Regions from separate parts of the Mus musculus genome. Here regions 1, 2, 3 and 5 are each linked to region 4. A link is a contact called in public ChIA-PET, HiChIP or PLAC-seq and promoter capture Hi-C data. All regions are on one chromosome and are shown on one strand. Each heading gives the region's core, a stretch centred on a gene start, on an enhancer-like site or on the middle of the called end of the contact. The rest is flanking DNA. Distances are from core to core; before and after follow the strand shown.

What was found. ChIA-PET counts read pairs in DNA pulled down with a chosen protein or histone mark. HiChIP or PLAC-seq counts read pairs in DNA pulled down with a chosen protein or histone mark. Capture Hi-C pulls out chosen DNA fragments and counts their contacts.
Region 1: an RNA polymerase II ChIA-PET map of effector CD8 T cells shows a contact between it and region 4, with 17 read pairs. The contact joins the enhancer-like site here to the promoter of Fos in region 4. A contact is called at or near these places in 1 of 15 datasets of contacts at CTCF or cohesin (the NIH/3T3 cell line), 6 of 115 datasets of contacts at active chromatin or transcription factors (CD8 T cells, effector CD8 T cells, embryonic forebrain and 1 more) and 1 of 9 other capture datasets (adipose tissue).
Region 2: a contact with region 4 is called in an RNA polymerase II ChIA-PET map of effector CD8 T cells, with 18 read pairs. The contact joins the enhancer-like site here to the promoter of Fos in region 4. A contact is called at or near these places in 1 of 39 promoter capture datasets (embryonic stem cells), 1 of 484 Hi-C or Micro-C datasets (regulatory T cells), 11 of 115 datasets of contacts at active chromatin or transcription factors (CD8 T cells, the SCID.adh cell line, bone marrow-derived macrophages and 7 more) and 3 of 9 other capture datasets (adipose tissue, liver and pancreatic islet).
Region 3: an H3K27ac HiChIP or PLAC-seq map of trophoblast stem cells shows a contact between it and region 4, with 16 read pairs. The contact joins the promoter of Zc2hc1c here to the promoter of Fos in region 4. A contact is called at or near these places in 2 of 39 promoter capture datasets (cranial neural crest and embryonic stem cells), 11 of 484 Hi-C or Micro-C datasets (Sertoli cells, differentiating embryonic stem cells, embryonic stem cells and 3 more), 14 of 115 datasets of contacts at active chromatin or transcription factors (the SCID.adh cell line, bone marrow-derived macrophages, effector CD8 T cells and 6 more) and 4 of 9 other capture datasets (adipose tissue, embryonic stem cells, liver and 1 more).
Region 5: a contact with region 4 is called in a promoter capture Hi-C map of pancreatic islet. The contact joins the promoter of Eif2b2 here to the promoter of Fos in region 4. A contact is called at or near these places in 1 of 39 promoter capture datasets (cranial neural crest), 5 of 484 Hi-C or Micro-C datasets (B cells, CD4 T cells, embryonic stem cells and 2 more), 8 of 115 datasets of contacts at active chromatin or transcription factors (astrocytes, effector CD8 T cells, embryonic stem cells and 5 more) and 3 of 9 other capture datasets (adipose tissue, liver and pancreatic islet).

What each region holds. Positions count from the first base shown.
Region 1 is chr12:85,623,503-85,626,202 of GRCm38.p6, forward strand. The region is part of intron 2 of Jdp2 (Jun dimerization protein 2); the gene reads left to right. Among named protein-coding and RNA genes, the nearest start is that of Jdp2, 25 kb to the left of the region's middle. Within about 2 kb of position 1,374, at least 91 of the 459 cell types and tissues checked have an H3K27ac peak or open chromatin away from gene starts, as enhancers often do. A contact at or near this core is called in CD8 T cells and effector CD8 T cells, where this site is marked.
Region 2 is chr12:85,704,392-85,707,091 of GRCm38.p6, forward strand. All of the region lies in intron 2 of Batf (basic leucine zipper transcription factor, ATF-like), which reads left to right. Among named protein-coding and RNA genes, the nearest start is that of Batf, 19 kb to the left of the region's middle. Within about 2 kb of position 1,295, at least 326 of the 459 cell types and tissues checked have an H3K27ac peak or open chromatin away from gene starts, as enhancers often do. A contact at or near this core is called in CD8 T cells, the SCID.adh cell line, adipose tissue and 7 more, where this site is marked.
Region 3 is chr12:85,287,185-85,289,884 of GRCm38.p6, forward strand. Zc2hc1c (zinc finger, C2HC-type containing 1C) reads left to right here and starts at 1,407. Exons shown (of 3, transcript NM_172414.4): 1 at 1,407-1,601; 2 at 2,368-2,700. The coding sequence starts at 2,387. It also overlaps a transcript of Acyp1 not described here.
Region 4 is chr12:85,472,465-85,475,164 of GRCm38.p6, forward strand. It overlaps Fos (FBJ osteosarcoma oncogene), which reads left to right and starts at 1,426. Exons shown (of 4, transcript NM_010234.3): 1 at 1,426-1,716; 2 at 2,471-2,700. The coding sequence starts at 1,576.
Region 5 is chr12:85,218,172-85,220,871 of GRCm38.p6, forward strand. Eif2b2 (eukaryotic translation initiation factor 2B, subunit 2 beta) reads left to right here and starts at 1,310. Exons shown (of 8, transcript NM_145445.4): 1 at 1,310-1,553; 2 at 1,651-1,771; 3 at 1,926-2,074. The coding sequence starts at 1,391.

The DNA.
Region 1 (2,700 bases), core at 124-2,623, 150 kb after region 4:
TTAACCATTAATTAGCCAGCCTAGCTCTTAAAGGTGGCTTCGGTTTGCAGCCCCTGTCTTCAACAGCCATTCATGTGAACTTGCTCATGAGGCCCTGCCCAGAAGCAACAGAGATTCAGCCCTTAGCCACTTGCACTAGATGGACTTGGCTAGGGAAGAAAGGTGGCCAAGGGCAGGTAGTTTTCAGTACTCAACCTTTGGAAGTGCTTTGGAGGGCCAGAGGCTTGGCCCTGGAAGGCTTTAGGGAGACCCTGGGATTTCCTCATCCCTGCAGGAGAGGTGGTCGGCCCAGCCTAGCTGGCCTGGGCTGGCCAAAGTTTCACCTCTGGACTATCCTACTTTGTTGGTAGGGAGCAGGGGAACCCCTGGCTCAGTGCAGCCGGTTTATGTGGGGAATGTCTGGTATGTTTGTCATTTGGGTGTTTACTTTCCAGGGTGCTCACGGTCCCTGGTGTTGAAATGTGGCTTCTCTGTGTTGGAGGGGAGTCTTGTGGGCCTGGCTAGTGGCTCTAGGCCCAGAGCCCAGCAAGGCTCTTCCCCCAACACTGCACCCCTCTCTCTCTTTTCCATGCCAAGGAGGAAGATTGAATGTGCCTCTAGAGCATGTACGGTGTCTTAGTTACCTTGTCACATGCAAAAAAAAGATGCTTGCAGAGCCTTTCCTAAGCTCCAGGCTCTGGGCTGGATGGAGCTGTGTCCTTCCAAACCCACTCTGTGCCATCCCTGTGCACTGAGGAGTCAAGATTCAGAGAGGCCACGTGACTCGCCCAGAAGCCCACAGCCTTTCTAACAGAGCATCTGATCTCCGACCCTGAAGAATGGTACAGCTTGTGCCATGCCCACATGCCCAGGCCTGGCTCTCTCTGTGTGTGCTACCGTCCTAAGACCCTTCAGATTCTAGCAATACTGTTAGCTTCTGCTTTTCACTGTGCCCCTGCCTGCCTGCTCTTAATGTTCCTTTACTGCTTTATCCATGTTACCTTCTGTGAGAGAGTCAGTGTATTTCCTGCACCTTGGGTTAAACGTGCTGTTTTCTTTCTTGTTCTCAAAAAAAAAAAGAGAGAGAGAGAGAGAGAGAGAGTCTCACGTAGCCTAAGCTGACCTTGGCCTAGATACTGTAGCCAGCGATGACTGAATTTCTGATCCCCCTGCCTCCACTTTACAGGTGTGCACCACCACGACCAGTTCATGCAGTGCTGAGGGTGAAGCTGGGGCCCTTCTGCACCATAGGCAAACACTGTCACTGAGTCATAGCCCCAGCCTTCAAGAGACATAATTTTGAAACTGCTTTGGAAATGTCAGATGTCACACGTCAGTCTCATGTGGCCACCGAGGCAAAGTGTGTGGCCCGAGGAACATGATCAAAGGTGAAGACTAAGCTGAAGAGAGCGGGAGGGGCCCTTCCATTAGCTCTGCAGCTCTGCAGCTGTTACCCTTTCCTCTTCACTGTACGGGCAGTGGTTTTTTTGGTTTTTGGGTTTTTTTTTTTTTAATTTAAAAAGACCCAAAGAGGAGAAAGCAGAACGAACATTGCTGTCAGAAGTAGAAGCTTCGGTTGTGACTACATGTTCCCATTGTGAGAGGACATGGCTGAAAAGACTGTGTGTGTGTGACACATGTAGACCATAAGCCTTTCCATAGAGCATAAATGTTTGGGCCCCAGGGGCAAAAGATCTAGATTTGAACCCTGAACTGTCACCGATCATACCAACAGCTTTGTCTATAAAGGGAGAGGTGGTAGAGAGCTGTGCTAGAGAACCCCAAAGATGGAGAAGTAAATATTGTTTGTTTGTTTGTTTGTTGTTTGAGACAAGATCACACTGTGTAGCCCTGGCTGTTCTGGAACTTACTCTGTAGACCAGGCTGGCCTTGAACTCACAGAGATCCTCCTGCCTCTGCCTCCCGAGTGTTGGGATTAAAAGTGTGTGCCATCAACGACTGGCAAGAAGTAACTATTCTTGATTTAATTCATGAATATACATTGAAGGCCCTTTCCTTCCACAGGGTGTTCATCTGGGTGAAGGCAGTAGAGAGAGGGTAAGATATTTATGTAGGTAGAGTAACTATCAATAGATTGATAACCTCAGGGAAAAGTGACCAGAGACAGAAGCATACGTGAGAGAGGTGAGCACAAGTCATCAAAAGCCCCTGGAAGGAAACAGACAGGAAGATGATAAGAAGAAAGGCACTCTCCATTGAGGTGGCAGTGAAATGTAGAGCAAGGAGTCCCAGCAGAAGGGACAGCACTCGGAGAACCTGGGGACAGGGAAGAGCACTGTGCTCTGATGATGAGACAGGAGGCCCCAGTTGCTGAAGTCAAAGGTCAAAAGAAGACAGGCTATGGAAGAGCCGGTCAGAGACGGTTTCCTTCTCCCACTGGGCCCTGTAACAGACAAAGGTCTGTGCTATAGGTAATGGAGGCTGTGGAGGGCTGAAAGCAGAGATGACTGACATTTTAGCCAGGGGAGGCCTCCCGGGAGCCTTTGCGGTGGTGAAGGGCTCAGCTGGGAGGGTCTGATTGGGAGAGGCTGTGGTGATGGTCATCTGATCCTCTGGTGCTTACAGGCAGGATCCCTGCAGACTGTTAAATGGGCTGCCGGGTGGGGTGGGGTGGGATTAAGGTGATTTCAGGTTTGCATTTGGTTGAACAGTCAGGCAGAGGGCAGTACTTACAAAAAGAGCACAACCAGAAGAGAAATG
Region 2 (2,700 bases), core at 45-2,544, 230 kb after region 4:
TGTAGCTGTCGACATTAGCTGCCCAACGGGCACCCCGTGTAGCCTATAACCACCAAATGGCAAGGTTAACCCAGATCTAGTTAGTTAGAACCTGTCACCAACAATACTAGTCCTCCCTGGAGGACCCAATGTCAGGAATAGCAGGCTCCAGCTGAGGATCTTTTTGGACTAGTCATCTTGCCTTCAGGCGAAGCAGCTGGCATCCAATAGGAAAAGAGAGTCCTCCTGGGGCCACGCAGCCAAGACCACCAATGATCACCATGGTCATGGAGCCAGGGCTGGCTCATGTTGAAAGATGACGCTTCAATGGAGTGCTCTTCCAGGGTGGCAGATGGAAGTGGGCGATTCTGTGGCTTCAGGGGCGTGGCCAACTCAGCCCGTGGTATTATGTGATGTTGTGCTGCTATCCCTTGGGAGGGCACTGGGGGCACAGGGGGCTGAGGACTTCTCGTTGCTCCTATAGTCAGACCCTCAATACAGGAGAGGCAGAAAGGAGGAATCCAGTGGGAGCCCAGATCTTCCTGGCTATGGGTCTTTGGATCCAGCATTTGAAGTTTTTGTGCTTCTGAGGAGACACACATGAGGACCACAGCACCTCTCATAACTGCTGCCACCAGCCTGTTTTTAGGGACCCAGGCAGTATGGTTTTGCTCCAGGTCTCAATTGGTTTCCTTGGTAGGATGGCTATACTGACTGCAGCAGCCGTTGTGAGAACCCTGATGGGCCTAACCACATTCTGAAAGGTGAAGAGAGCAGGCTAAGGTGGAGCAGGGAGGGAGGCAGGCTCGCTTGATCTCCACACTGCCTAGTAGAAGGACATTTCCTTCACACACACACCCTCACCCCTCTCCCTCACTGAGTTCCGTCCCTTCTCACACCCGGAAGTTGGGTAGGGGTATAGTCATTGTCTTTGTGGATAAACAGCTGACCCCAACTGTCCCTTTAGCTAGATGAGTCCTCTCCAGAGGCCCTGCTGCCCTCTACAGCTTAGAGGGATGGGGCCCAAAGCAGCCACTTCCTCCTACAAGTCATTCTTTCTCTAGGGAGTGGCCAGTGTCTGCAAGGCTCCGAGCTTACAGACATTCCTCTTGCAAGCAGCCGTCTGGCTTTAAGAGGTAAAGACACACTTTGCCTCATGGTGAGAGGCAGCAGGCAGTGGTTAGTCAGGTCTACCCCAGCGTGGGCTTTGGCATCTGTAGGCCCAGGAGGTGACAGGAGAAGGCCAGCGGGAGCTCCGCAGAGCGCCTGCTAGTGACTTGCCCTGCAGTCACTTCCCGAAAACTAGGCCGGCCTCTAGGCGGGGAGACGATCGGAGCCCGCCCACCCAGTCCGTCCCTCCTTGCTGCCTTGGGGTTTGCCCAGGCTCTTCGGAGCACGGAACTTACAGTAAATGGTGTAACCAGTGGAAACTCTCAGAGGGGGCGAGGAAAGGGCCAGGACTCAGGGCCCCAGTTCCCGTCTTAGCATACCGCTCCACCAGGTTCATTTCGCCCACCTTTCAGTAACGGGGCGCTGCCTTCCTGGTAAAAGGCTGACCTCCCTCTGGGATGTGCCAGAAAACAAAAACCAGCGAAATGCCCAGCTGGCCTCAGCCTGCAGGAACAGCAGCAGCCAGGGATTGAGCATCCAGTTGTCGGCTTCCCTCAGCCCGCTTGAGATGGGGGTTTCCTTTGCACCAGACTAGGGGCCCTGGTTAGCTCAGAGAGCATTCAAAGTGTCGCTGAGGCTCAGCGCCTTCCCATATGACCTTCAAAAGAAATGGAAGCTGTCTTGATGAGCAATGTCAGGGTCCTCTGCTCCTCCACAACTTAAAAGAGAAACCCCGACTGTACTGAGTTTCCGTGATTGGCAGTATAGCTGATAAATCCCATCTCTCCTTAGCCTGCAGCTCACTCCTGCTGGATCATTTAGGGTTAATTTTAAATGTCAAGTTATCGTACATCTGCTAACCACTATACTTTTGAGTCAACATTCTCATGCCAACAATTGATGTTATCAGCCAGTCAGTCCACAAACACTTAAGTTCACTTGGAGCTTAAACGGGCATTTAATACATGCTTAAATAATTAAAGCAGGCTTTAATTATTTGTATCATATTTAATAGGGTTTTTAAACTTGCCCGGGCGTTAAAACGACCTAAGACACCTGTTAAAAGCTCAGATTTCCAGAACTGAGGTGTTGGCTCCGTTGGTAAAGTGCTAACGGAGGACCTGAATTGTGTTCTCAAGCACCCATATAAAAAGTGGGGCGGGGGGAGCACGTGGCTGGAATGTGGGCGATGGCGAGATTGGAGGCAGATCCCTGAAAGCCCGAGGGCCACTGGCAGTTCCAGGTAATGAGACATCCTCTCTCAAACAAAATGTGGACGGTGCCCGTGGGAGTTCTTCTGACCTCCATGTGCGTGTCACACATGCGTGCACCTGCACCCATACATGTGTGCACACACATGGAAAAGAAAAGCCCAGATTCCAGAGTCCAAATTTCTTCCCAAATCCCAGATCTGCAGAAGAGCTGCCTGCAAGCTTCTGGCCTGAAATGAGGTTCCTTTGCCTCTCAGGGGACTTGGGGGAGGCCCCCAGGACTTGGCAAGGTTCTGTTTATTCAGGTCCGGGAACCCCATTATCTGGAGAAGTTGTTGTTTCTCAGCAACTTCTATGCCCCAGTGCTGTGGTGGCTGGTAAATGACGCAGTCCCCACAAC
Region 3 (2,700 bases), core at 157-2,656, 190 kb before region 4:
TTCACATAGACCTCGGAGTTTCTCTCTTCCTCTCTCTCTCTCTCTCTCTTCCTCTCTCTTTCTTGTGTGCGTGTGCGTGGGGGCGGGGGGGGGGGGGAGGGAGGAAAGGCCTATATGCCTATACCCAGCCTGGGAGAATCTGAGACAAGAGGATTAAGTAGGCAGGAGGACTAACTAGTGCTAACCATAGACTAAATAGGGAGCCTGTCTCAAAACAAACAGCAAACAAAACAAAACAGAAGAGACTCCAGTGGGATCCTAACACAGAGAGAGACAGACCCAGGGATGGGAAGGGGAACTTTTCTTGCACAAGGAAGTTATGTATACTTGAACACTAGAGATTCAGGGGGAGAGTATGGAAACGAGTTAGAAAAGATGTATGGGAAAACCCATAGAAGCTGACTGAGGCAGGGTCCTAGTCCGTGGGAAACCTCTGCAATGTGGAGAAGGCCGAAGAGCCAACTGGGAATGAAAAGAATGACTGACAATCTGCCCTAGAGAGTCCACCAAGGAATTTTTTTTTGTAGCGCATAAAAGCTGACATCTGATCTGTTGTATTAACGAGACTGCTGTCTACTTTATTTCCCACGTGCTCGAATCTTCTGTGTAGTTACAAGAAAAACGGAGCTATCTGTTCCAAAACAGCTTATCCAAATGAACTGAAGCACGAAGAAGACAAATAAACTCTCTTCTGTTGTCAAAAAGTTACAGAGGACCATTTAATGTTGAAATCAAGTTATGTTCATTACTGTTGATCTGGTTGTTAACTTTATTATTGTTACTTTTGGCTGAGTCATTCCTGGGCCCTAAGTAGTAACGGTCACGTGAGAGTGAAACGTTATAATAGCAAAATGATTAGATTGGCCATAGAAACTACCCTGGGACTATAACACGTAGTGAAATAATAGTAAAGCTAATATAATAGCAAGCGCCAAAGCATTGCGAGGGAAGACAGCCCGGAGCATGTAGCCTGGAGCTCTTACATAGCCCTACCTGGGGCCTGAGCGCAGTAGCCGAGCGCACTCAGAAGGGTGATCAGCAGTCCCACTCCCGCTAGCTGGACAGACTCCCGAATCCTGGGGCGGGATGATTCCGCAGCCCATCTAGGGGCTCCACCCTTCTCCAGACAAGGGCACACCCTAAGGTCTGGGAGCTTCATTCTCGGAGAAATCCAAGTTCTTCTTTGATGTAGCCCCAGAAAAACCTCTCCAACCCCTCCCCAAGGGAAACGCTGATCTGAGCTGCGGAGTTGGCTGCACCTCGACAAGTGACCCGACTGCACCCGTACTCCACCTCCCTTCCCTCCTCCCCTCCCCACCTCCCTCCCCACCTCCCTCCCCACCTCCCCGCACTCCCTCCACCACCTCCCTCCGTCCCTCCAACCCAATCTGCCCCGGCGGCTTTCGGATTGCTTGTGGACTGCGCCTGCGCACATCTGGAGCTAAAAGTTCTCAACCAGAGGCGGTGCTCTGGTCTCCAGGCAACGGGATAACAGAGGTGGACAGAGAGCGCCTGCGTGGACGGCGGTTGGGTTTAGTCAGGTGTGGAAAACTAGGTCTTGGGGATTTTCCCTGAGCTGGAGCGGCCCCCGAGCGCCTCAGGTACGCCGAAAGGGGAGATACTGAGACCTCCCGAGGGGTTGGAGAGTGAGAGTTTATCCCTAGAGGCCGGGTCCCAGTAAGGACTCCCGTTTGACCCTCTGGGACAGAACATGACTCTGGAGTTCCGGATCCAAAGCGGGCTGGGGCGCTCAGGTGTCTGTCACCCCCTCTCCCAACACACTCTCTTTACAAGCCTGGTGCGGTTTGAGCCATAGAGCATCTTTGCATGAGGGCTTGACAGCCGGGCACCTGCTTCAGGCCCGGGTGGCTCGTGCTCTTTGTAGTTTGTAGCAAGGGGAAAGTCCAGGGAGTGCTTTGGGCCAGGCCCTGTCGCCAGGCCACTGTTCTCACCCCGTAAAACCGTGGGACTGGACTCAGAGCGGCCTCTGCAATTTACAAGAACCCGGGGCTGGTAAGAGCAGGTTGCCTGTTTTGTGTCACGGACGACCTTCTATCTAAAGCTTTTCCCACCCATTCCATAAATGGTGTAGAGCAGGTCATCTACAGGCCTGGAGGAAAGTCAGTGGCAGAACACCTGTGTCACGTCCATTCTTTGGTCCTCGGGGCTTAGCAATGTCTGGCCTGGCACATAACCATCACTCCCTAAATGCTTATTGAAAGAATGTCCTGGCAGAGCCAACACCACAGTCCCGAGAAACGTTTAAAGGGAATGTGGGTAGGGCAAATGGACAAACAGTTTACTCTAGCAGCCGGGAGTGAACCTCAGACAAATTCTTCACATGTATCTGCTTTAAATCTCCCCTAGGCTTCGGTCCAGGCACTGAATGGCTGGTCTCCAGTTGGCTCCACATCTGCCTGTGGGCGTTATGTTCCCACATAATAAAACAGAAGCTCCTGGACTCCACTCAGCTAAGCACGACCCTTACGAACAAAGTGACTCTTCCCAGCGGCCCTCGATGGGACATTTGAGGAATAGTTTCCAGTCGAAGCTTTGGAGCAACACAGAAATGGAGCAGGAGGACGAGGTCTCCACCCGCCCCAAAAGGAACGTCTGCACAAAAGCCCGGAGGCACTCCTGTCCCCACAGTGCAGGAATCAGGCAGCAAGGCTCAGGGAACAATGCCCAGGGCCAAGGAAA
Region 4 (2,700 bases), core at 176-2,675:
TGGCTTGACCCTTGGGACCCTCAGAATGGAGACGAGGGGGACACATGAGTTCTGCGAGGATCTGCGGTTTCCTATCCCAGAGGTGACCGGCCCAGTCAGTCTAACCCGGCTTGTCCTCTGCGGAAGGACAGGAGGCCGAGGGCAAGTAGGGGTGTGTTTGTTCTACACTGAAGCACCTGACCTCTTCAAAGTTCCATCTTCCAAGACTCAAAGCTGTTCTCAGGTCCCAGACGCCAAAATCTCGGCACAGCTGGGAACCTTTCTTCCCGTCCCCTCTGCGCCCCCACCCCCCTTCCCAAGTCCGATCTGGAAAATCACCCGCTGCAGGCGGGTTCCTTGTAAGCGCAGTTTCCAGGCTGCACGTATTCAGACCCCCATCTCCCCAGCACCGACTTGCTTTCTCCTCCCCCCCCCCCCCCGAGCTCACCTCACTTTGTAATTCTGAGCTCCCCCCCTGCCCCGACTCGCCCTCTGGTCTCAGCTCAAAACTAAACATACGACCCCTTCAGGCATACTTGTAGGGTGGTTTTGCACAATGTTTATCCGTCAGTGTCAACGGGGACTGTCGCCTTGATAGCTCTAAGTGGCTAAGGGTCGGGGAGTAGGTGCTGCCGTCCTTTAAAACACGAATTTATGAATGAACCCAGTACTGTAGTTAAATCAGGTTATTGTACACTTATTTACAATCCTTCACTTGCTGCTTCCAACCTCAGTCCTAAAGTTTCTCCAGGCAAGGAGCTGGAGAGAGGGGCTGAGAAGCTGACCCCCCCTTTTTCTTCTCTGCACTGATTTGGGATGGGGGGCTGATGTGGGCAAGCTTTCCTTTAGGAACAGAGGCTTCGAGCCTTTAAGGCTGCGTACTTGCTTCTCCTAATACCAGAGACTCAAAAAAAAAAAAAAAGTTCCAGATTGCTGGACAATGACCCGGGTCTCATCCCTTGACCCTGGGAACCGGGTCCACATTGAATCAGGTGCGAATGTTCGCTCGCCTTCTCTGCCTTTCCCGCCTCCCCTCCCCCGGCCGCGGCCCCGGTTCCCCCCCTGCGCTGCACCCTCAGAGTTGGCTGCAGCCGGCGAGCTGTTCCCGTCAATCCCTCCCTCCTTTACACAGGATGTCCATATTAGGACATCTGCGTCAGCAGGTTTCCACGGCCGGTCCCTGTTGTTCTGGGGGGGGGACCATCTCCGAAATCCTACACGCGGAAGGTCTAGGAGACCCCCTAAGATCCCAAATGTGAACACTCATAGGTGAAAGATGTATGCCAAGACGGGGGTTGAAAGCCTGGGGCGTAGAGTTGACGACAGAGCGCCCGCAGAGGGCCTTGGGGCGCGCTTCCCCCCCCTTCCAGTTCCGCCCAGTGACGTAGGAAGTCCATCCATTCACAGCGCTTCTATAAAGGCGCCAGCTGAGGCGCCTACTACTCCAACCGCGACTGCAGCGAGCAACTGAGAAGACTGGATAGAGCCGGCGGTTCCGCGAACGAGCAGTGACCGCGCTCCCACCCAGCTCTGCTCTGCAGCTCCCACCAGTGTCTACCCCTGGACCCCTTGCCGGGCTTTCCCCAAACTTCGACCATGATGTTCTCGGGTTTCAACGCCGACTACGAGGCGTCATCCTCCCGCTGCAGTAGCGCCTCCCCGGCCGGGGACAGCCTTTCCTACTACCATTCCCCAGCCGACTCCTTCTCCAGCATGGGCTCTCCTGTCAACACACAGGTGAGTTTGGCTTTGTGTAGCCGCCAGGTCCGCGCTGAGGGTCGCCGTGGAGGAGACACTGGGGTGTGACTCGCAGGGGCGGGGGGGTCTTCCTTTTTCGCTCTGGAGGGAGACTGGCGCGGTCAGAGCAGCCTTAGCCTGGGAACCCAGGACTTGTCTGAGCGCGTGCACACTTGTCATAGTAAGACTTAGTGACCCCTTCCCGCGCGGCAGGTTTATTCTGAGTGGCCTGCCTGCATTCTTCTCTCGGCCGACTTGTTTCTGAGATCAGCCGGGGCCAACAAGTCTCGAGCAAAGAGTCGCTAACTAGAGTTTGGGAGGCGGCAAACCGCGGCAATCCCCCCTCCCGGGGCAGCCTGGAGCAGGGAGGAGGGAGGAGGGAGGAGGGTGCTGCGGGCGGGTGTGTAAGGCAGTTTCATTGATAAAAAGCGAGTTCATTCTGGAGACTCCGGAGCAGCGCCTGCGTCAGCGCAGACGTCAGGGATATTTATAACAAACCCCCTTTCGAGCGAGTGATGCCGAAGGGATAACGGGAACGCAGCAGTAGGATGGAGGAGAAAGGCTGCGCTGCGGAATTCAAGGGAGGATATTGGGAGAGCTTTTATCTCCGATGAGGTGCATACAGGAAGACATAAGCAGTCTCTGACCGGAATGCTTCTCTCTCCCTGCTTCATGCGACACTAGGGCCACTTGCTCCACCTGTGTCTGGAACCTCCTCGCTCACCTCCGCTTTCCTCTTTTTGTTTTGTTTCAGGACTTTTGCGCAGATCTGTCCGTCTCTAGTGCCAACTTTATCCCCACGGTGACAGCCATCTCCACCAGCCCAGACCTGCAGTGGCTGGTGCAGCCCACTCTGGTCTCCTCCGTGGCCCCATCGCAGACCAGAGCGCCCCATCCTTACGGACTCCCCACCCAGTCTGCTGGGGCTTACGCCAGAGCGGGAATGGTGAAGACCGTGTCAGGAGGCAGAGCGCAGAGCATCGG
Region 5 (2,700 bases), core at 60-2,559, 250 kb before region 4:
GATACAGGTGAGCCAGACCCCAGCAAATTAAACAATATGCTATTTAGAGATTGCAAATATTTACTTTTTAATGTACTGCTGCATTCTATTTTTCTAGTAATTTATTAGGTTTTTCTTTTTGTTTTGCTAATGACAGGTACAGTTTTCCTGTACTATCTTTATATGATTTTGATACCGATCTAATCCCTCTGAAGACAATTTATCAGCTGTAAGGAAAGTCTTAAAAGTCTGGAAGATTCACTTTTGAGACATTTATCTTATATTTTTGGTTGTGAGCCTAGCCTTTAATGGCTGAGCCATCTCGCCAGCCCAAGACGTTTATCTTAAATAAATAAGAGATTCTAATTCCGTTTGGGTTCAGGGGACCCAGGATAAGCACAGCCTTTTTACCTCCCTAACTGCTTCAATACCGTGAATCTCTTTCTCAGTTTGTAAAGCCGGGGGAGGAGAACCTACCTCATGTAGCTGTATGACAGTAAGAACTTACAGCACTCAATACCTAGTAAGTGTCGGGTCAATGGAAGGACTTATTACATTGCATGTACTCGCCGGCCTCCAAATTGCAGGACAGCATTCTTGGTGTCCTATTAGCTTCTACTTTGTTTGTTTGTTATTTCGAGACAGGGTTTCTCTGAATAGCCCTGGCTGTCCTGGAACTAACTTCGTAGACCAGTCTGGCCTCAAACTTAGAAATCCACCTGCCTCTGCCTCCCAAGTGCTGGGATCAAAGGCGTGCGCCACCACAGCCCGGCTAGCTTCTACTTTGAATCTCTTTCATTAGTGACATTCCTTAGGGCTTTCGAGGCCGAGGATATAAAAAAGCAAACAACAACGTAAGAGCTAGGAATAGGAATGGTGGTACCACTTGCCTAGCACCTGTGAGATCCTACGTTCAATTCCTTGCACCGAGCGGGGAAAAGAAAGATAAAGTCGGTGGGGAATGGAACCCATTGGAAAAGGTGAACATGTTCAACCCGCGTTGCAGCAGCACTTTTCTGGGCGTCTCGAGCCCTGGACTCGCACTCATGGAGGCGTCTGCCAAGCATCAGGCAGCGATGGAGCCAGGAAGGAGGAAAGCCACTTCTGCTGGTCGCAGGGCGGGAGAGCCGCTCGCTGTTCCCATAGCAACCAGACTGGCCAGCGTCCTCCGGGCCTCCCGGCTCGGCGCGCAGACTCCCAAGGGGACCCTTCCAGCCGTCACTTCCCGGCGGTGCGCCCAGCTCCGCCCTAACACGTTTCTGATTGGCCTCAGCAGAGGGAGGGGCGGGCTTACAACTCCACGAACTCAATTATGTTTCACCGAGCGGAAGTTGACCTCTCTCGGCCCGGAAGTGAAACAGTGCTTTGGCAATTGAGGCTTCTGTAAGTGAGTCCCGGGACGGTGTTGGAAATGCCGGGTGCCGCGGCGAAGGGCTCGGAGTTGTCCGAGAGGATCGAAGGCTTCGTGGAGACTCTGAAGCGAGGTGGCGGGCAGCGCAGCTCGGAGGACATGGCTCGGGAGACCCTGGGGCTGCTGCGCCGGCTTATCACGGACCACCACTGGAACAACGCGGGTGCGGCAACTCATCCTCGTTCTTGTTCTATTCCTGAAGCTGATATTCACTTTCACCGCGCGCCTGCCCCGTTCACTCGGTCTCTCTTGGGTTTCAGGGGACCTTATGGATTTGATCCGCAGAGAGGGCAGGAGGATGACGGCTGCGCAGCCCTCCGAGACCACCGTGGGAAATATGGTGCGGAGAGTCCTCAAGATCATCCGGGAGGAGTATGGCAGGTCAAACTCACAGCTTGGGTGGGCTCCTGGTGGGACCAAGGGGTGCTGGCTTTTGGTTGTTAAACCGTGCCACCTATCAGCTTGAAGCCTCTGTTGTGGCTGAGCTGCTCCCGTTGCCCCAGTGATCACTCTTTGGGTCTTGTTGCCTCCATAGACTGCACGGGCGCAGTGACGAGAGCGATCAGCAGGAGTCCCTGCACAAACTCTTGACATCCGGAGGCCTGAGCGAGGATTTCAGCTTCCATTTTGCCCCACTTAAGGCCAACATCATTGAGGCGATTAATGAGCTGCTGGTGGAACTGGGTAAGAGATCTGATCACTAAGTGGACAAGTTAGGTCGCAGGCAAGTGAAACAGTCCCCTAGAAATTGTGCATTGACAGGGATAGGCGAGATCACCAGTCTTCTGGTTTGAACACCCATTTGGTAGGAGTGGATGGAAAACACCAAGCTTATAGTAACTGCATCTTTCAAGACAGACCTGCTCTTTAACAGTATATTAAGCGAGAGATTTCTTTTAGGGGAAGTTATTTTATTTTATTTTATTTTATAGCAAATGAACTTGCTGGGGATGTAGCTCAGTGGAAGAGTGCCTTACTTGAGGCTCTGGGTTTCATTCCCAGTGCTGCAAAAAACAGAAAACGAGTTCCCCAAAGCCGCATTTGGAAGTTTCTTTTTCACTAAACTTCATCTTGACTTCAAAAAATGTTTACTATTAGTGGTGTGTGTATGTGTGTGTGTGTGTGTGGGTCACAGGGCAACTTTGTAGAATTTGCGCATCCCCCTTTATGTGGGTTCCAGGGATGGAGGGCAGGTTTCCAGGTTTGCCCATCAAGCACATTTACCCACTAAGCCATCATGCCCACCCCTTTGAGGTATTTATATACATACCGCCTCCATCCTCACTTGCAGATTTTTGTTACAGTCTGTT